Regions from separate parts of the Anas platyrhynchos genome. Here region 1 is linked to region 2. Evidence: chromatin contacts called from public Hi-C data. All regions are on one chromosome and are shown on one strand. The core of a region is the stretch at or near the end of the contact, and the rest is flanking DNA. Distances in the headings are between cores, read along the strand shown.

Region 1 (2,700 bases), core at 77-2,576, 87 kb after region 2:
TTGCCCTCACCGTTTTGTGCTGAGAACATCATATTTAAGCACACACCTTAGTGTGCCATATGTGCTTCAAGTAATAGCGAGCGATTAAAACAACATCTTTATCAAAACATTCATGCGGTGATGCATTGCTTTGGTAAGAAATTCCTACGCTATTAAAAGATTATTTGAAAGGGAAATGGTTTATTGAGTTTTTTTGAATTTTCTCTCCCCTAGAACTAATATTTTAAAGTTAAATACTGAGCTTGGTTATGGAAGATTGTTTCATTTTAATGGTATCACAGGGTTTATTTTAAGGTAATTTCTAAGTTAATTACAGCAAACTACATCTTCTGGTATTCTACCATTTAGTATTAACTGTAATAAAATAGTGAGTTTATTTAATGGAAAGGAAGATTTTCTTTTCCCTGCCAGCCAATGCAGCACATGCCAAAGGAAGACCAGCTAAACATTGTGAAATCTGAGAAGAAACACCATTCACAGTTGTTATTCCATTACCTCTGTCATCTTTGTTTATCATCATAAACAGGGTATTTATGTTTCGTTTTGTTTTGTTTTTGAGATTGCAGTTGAGATTCACTGCTTACAGGGCTTCATATGGAAAGAGGTGGCTATTATTTATGTAACACAAATACCCACCAGGCCATGGAAACATTGCCATGCAGGGACCATGACAACCATTTTGAGAGCCAAATTTTGTTTTTAAGCACGATGTGACCTTTAGGTACTTCTACAGATAGTCTATAACTGAGAACAAAATTTCTCAGTATCTTCTATCCCCAGAATTAACATGAAATCTCATTGGTGTAAAAAGTGGCAGCTTGGTTTTTTACCAGCAGGAATGGACAAAATAAGCAGATAAATTGGTCCACATTCAGGATGTGAGTAAAAACAGCAAACTTCAAGCTCAAACGTGATGAGAATGAGAGTAATAAAGAGTAGAAGTATGTCAAAATCTGAAGGGAAGAGCCTTTCCCTCTTTATTCTTAACATAGCCTGTTGAACATTTTGGGTGAGAGAAGGCAGCCTGCCTGCTCTCCTCTGCCCGGGGGCTGTACGAGTGGCTTGGCTCTTACACAGCCAGCTGCCCCTCGCTGTGCTGCTGCAACACACCCACAGCCCCTTCGCTTGCCCCAAAATTAAGCATGTTCCCAGCCACAGCCACACAGGGAGGAGACAGCAGTGAATGTAGGAGCTGGGTTGGGTTTCCGTCTGCTGCAGTGGGTTTTGTGGCACGGGGAAACGCAGTTTTACTCTTAACCTAGTCCTGTTGAACATGTTCTGCTGAAAGGCTTTGCAACTGTGCCTGTTATCCTCGGGAAGACAGAGGTCAGGGAGATCCCGCTTGTTGGTTTAACGTATGGGCACAGCGGGTGGAGATGGCTGCTCACACTCCACGGGCTAGTCTGGAGCAACTACCCGTGTCTCCTCGCATTAGATGTGCTGTCGGTGCTCAATCGGACGAGGGGAAGCCCTTGTCAAGTCCCGTCACCGTGGATGTGGCTCGGACGGACGGGGGCTGCCTCTTGCACCCCAGCACCCCTCATCGGAGGTGTGGGAAGAGCAGCTCTCTGCTTGCTCAGCAGGATCGTGGCACTCGGGGGCAGGCTGCGGAGACGTGACCTCTGTAGCCTCTGCGCAGCACATTGCATTCAAGCAGTAATTAGCAGCGGTGTGGAACTAACTTGGGGAACTCAGGAACAATGCCGTGGCCCAAGCTACTGCCTTTTTAAATTAAATCAGTGTCTGGGGGTAGTTACCGACTTGTCTCTTCCTCTCCCCCTTCTCCTTCTTCCCTCCTACCCCCATTGCAGTATTTCTAGATGGTGTTTTAGCAAAGGCTGCAAATAAAAACATTTTTTCTTCTGCTGCAGACACAACCGATTATGGGTATACAATGATAATTATGTTTTTGTAGTGGAAGTGAAACACTCCGCTCCATTATCAGCTTTGTTATCAGGCCTTACAATTTTTATGGGATAGTATTTCTGTGGTATTATCAGCACTGTATATGCAATTGAAAACTAGATGCAGTAAATTATGGCTGAACACCAGCAGTCCAAAGGTTAATTTGATTGTGCAAGTACAACCTCAGAGTTATGCATAAACATATGCTCTACATACTTATTAACAAGCAAGGTCAGACTGGCATGAGTTTTGTTATATTTATATTTCCTGAATATTCTTCAAGAGTTTACATATGATCTTCAGGACAGATAACGCCGAGATCTGTTTTCAGGAAATGCCTATTTTAACCGTAAGGAAAATAGCAGGATTGAAATTGTTAGCTTGAAGTTTGCCTGTTTTCCAGTTAATGGAGGGGTTGATAGGGGTCTGAAAGAGTGCCAGTAACTTGTGGTTGGCATCACCCTCAAGGCTGTGTGTGTTTGGGAAAGGCACAGCGAAGGAAACCTGTGAACCCTAAAGCATTTGCAAGTTGTAATCAGATGTACAGCTGCGAGGGAGTACTTCAAAGAACCTCCTCTGTGCATTTGTATTTCAGTGCAACTGCCTGCAGCTTGAGATGAGGCTCTTTCACAGCACCCACCTTTCCGAAATCACGGTTGGGTCATCCCTCTCCTTTATGCCAAAGGAGCTGGACAGCTAATACAGGGTGAAGCGAAGCTCCTCAGTTACATTTCTTCTACTGATTTAGAGCATTTTCCTGTGATCACTTGCTGTGGGGTAACCTTACTGGATGAA
Region 2 (2,700 bases), core at 63-2,562:
CCCTAAGATGCTTAATTCTGGAAGCTTTTACCTACTTATTCATACAGTTCTGAATTTGTTTTGATGCTTAGGAAGGCAACTGGGAAATACTGTAGTCAGCAGATAGAAATGGTTATGTTTTGTTTATAGTGTGTTAAGTCAGAAGAGGATACTGAATGATAGAGTATGTTTAAAAAAAAAAAAAGTAATAATAGGTTCAAATTGCCATGCATTTAAACTCTGAGTGACTAAAATGCAAAATTCTTAATTCATTTCAAGACACCCAAGTTGTCAGTCGTGTTTGTCCAGTCATTCTGAATGTGCTGGGAAACTGGAAACCCTAGATAACCTAGGAATCGTAAAATGTAACGCGGGCCCATACCCAGGCGTCTGCATTTAGGTACTTAGAACTGAACATGGTGATTATTAGAGTGCTTTAATTATATTTCTCCCAATTACCTGATTGCTTTTTGTTTTATGTAAAAATTTTGAAAATAGTGTCAAAACTGATGGTTGTTTCCTGTCAACAGTGACAGTGATGGCAGCAGCTTCCACTACCACAGTGCTGTGTGTGTATGTGAGGGGTGAAGTGGGTTTCTGGTCCCGTGCCTCCTTCAGGTTAGTGACATGAAGAATACGAGATCTTCAGTTTCTGAACCAGGCACCCTCACCTCATATTCCCATACGCTCTGGCCCCACAAATCCACACTGCAACTTCCCACTCCAACCCTTTCTTCCCCATCCAGGAATTCACCTTCTGCTTCTATGTCCTCAAACGCCCTGGGTTTACATGACTTCAGACGTGACAGGCAAGAGGCCTTGCCTCCCTGAAGGACCTTCGCTCTGCTGCTCCTGCAGTTGTGAAGAAAGAAGGCAACAGGTGACCATCAACCAGAGCAGAAGGGTTTGTGTTTGTGGGAGATGAGCATATGCTATTAGAAATACGCCTGTCACATCTGCTTCGGCCTGCTCTAAGGTTTTAGTGCTCTTCAGGTTCGGGGCCTTCCTTTGGAAAAGTCATCCAGACCGTATCCCATCATGGCCTATCTTCTGTCTCTCCAAAGAAGGAGGGAGTAGGTGGTGTTCTCTTCTTTATTAGCAATTCAAGGACTGGGTGACTTTTGAAATTAACTAATTTCAAGACCTGAATTATTTTCATGGTATTTGCTGTTAAAGAGTGATATTGAAATCCATGAAGAAGTACAAAAACATGTTGTGTTAATAAGAATAACATCTGGAAATTACACCAATGTGGAGCCATGAAGGGGCGTCATCTGTCCTACTAAATTGCTCTCAGTTTGCAAAATATCCAACTCCCTTGGCAGCACCGTTGCCCAATTGGCCTCATGGATTCTGAGATCTTTCTGCATTCCTCAGGAGTATCCGGCATTGGATGTGAACAGGGGCAAGCTACCGGGAAGGACAGATCTATATTCTTAAAATTAAAAATTACAGATAAAGAAAACAATTTATTTGGAATTTTTCAGCCTTTAAAAAGTCTAGTCTGTGAACGTATGCGTTCCAAGATAATTTCTTATTCGGGGCTCTGTCAAGTGAAAAATGGACCTCGGCAGTAGTGCTCCAGCCAGTGAAGCTCGAACAGCGTTCTCGCATGAAATTGAACTAAGTTTAAAGCTATGCGTATTTGGCGGTTCCTGGAGTCTTGGAAAAGCATCCACTTATTTATTCAATTGGTCACAAAATGTACTTTCCTCTTTACTTGTTTTCTTGTCCCTGTGGAGATAATTAACTAAGTGTTAGATGAAGAAATAAGGACTGTATGTTTGGAACAGCGCGTTGATATTTCTGACCTTTGCTCTTTAGACACCTCATTCATCCATAAATCTTTATGTTAAAAAAAAAAAAAACACTTTGGGATTCTGAATTTTAAAAATTTACTAGTAAATCTATCTTGAAAAATAATTATTGTTTGAAGTGATGCCTGCATTATACTACATATGCTGCAGCATTAATTTAAGGTGGAAAAACATCATAGCGTCGAGTTGTGTCTTGATGTCTACATATGCAGTTTGTCTGGTTAACATTTGGTTTAACTTTTGAGGTGAAAGTCTGTCTCTCCCACTCAGGCTACTTTTACTACTGAAAAACAGACTTTTGACAGATCTTTAATATGGTAAATTGCTGGTAATTTCTGCCTCAGTATGTCCAACTTAAACCATCAGCTGTGCTAGTAGTAGAACTGCTACTTCCCTACTACACATCATCATTTGTGCGTGTGGTATTAACTGTGCATTTTCTATGTGGTATAGCCATTGCATGTGTTAGTTTTCACTGTTGCTACCTTCATAATTAACAAAAAAATAATTTGTGTTGACTGTTATTTTTTTCTTAATATAGGGTACCACTTCTGTAATTTAAAAACTTGGCAAACTGCTCTGTAGTTCTTTTGGGATCTGCCCTAAATCTTGAAAGTTGGAGGTGGAATTCAATGTCTGTATGTCCCTGTATGTTTGCAAATCAACTACCTTAGGAGTGAAGGTTTGAAGGGGACCATTTGTACTTAATTCAGTCTTACGAGCATTTATGCAGCTGCTCGTAATACACCTGTCAAGCCCTGCCTTAGAAAAAGCTAAATTTGTTTGCCTCCACTCTTGTCTCCAGCACTGGAAGATCGATTGATTCAGCAATATGTTTCTTAATGTCTCGTGCAAATATATTCATGCATTATTTGTACCCATTGATTTTATTACCAGAGTTGAC

What was found. Hi-C and Micro-C count contacts between places; a contact is called where the count stands out from the background.
Region 1: a Hi-C map of skeletal muscle shows a contact between it and region 2, with 2.5 times the contacts expected there. The contact joins two enhancer-like sites. A contact is called at or near these places in 3 of 8 Hi-C or Micro-C datasets (F1 follicle, skeletal muscle and subcutaneous adipose tissue).

Annotation. Positions count from the first base shown.
Region 1 is chr4:52,280,700-52,283,399 of IASCAAS_PekinDuck_T2T, forward strand. The region is part of intron 5 of SCFD2 (sec1 family domain containing 2); the gene reads left to right. Among named protein-coding and RNA genes, the nearest start is that of RASL11B, 61 kb to the right of the region's middle. Within about 2 kb of position 1,327, at least 4 of the 8 cell types and tissues checked have an H3K27ac peak or open chromatin away from gene starts, as enhancers often do.
Region 2 is chr4:52,194,134-52,196,833 of IASCAAS_PekinDuck_T2T, forward strand. All of the region lies in intron 3 of SCFD2 (sec1 family domain containing 2), which reads left to right. Among named protein-coding and RNA genes, the nearest start is that of SCFD2, 48 kb to the left of the region's middle. Within about 2 kb of position 1,313, at least 1 of the 8 cell types and tissues checked has an H3K27ac peak or open chromatin away from gene starts, as enhancers often do.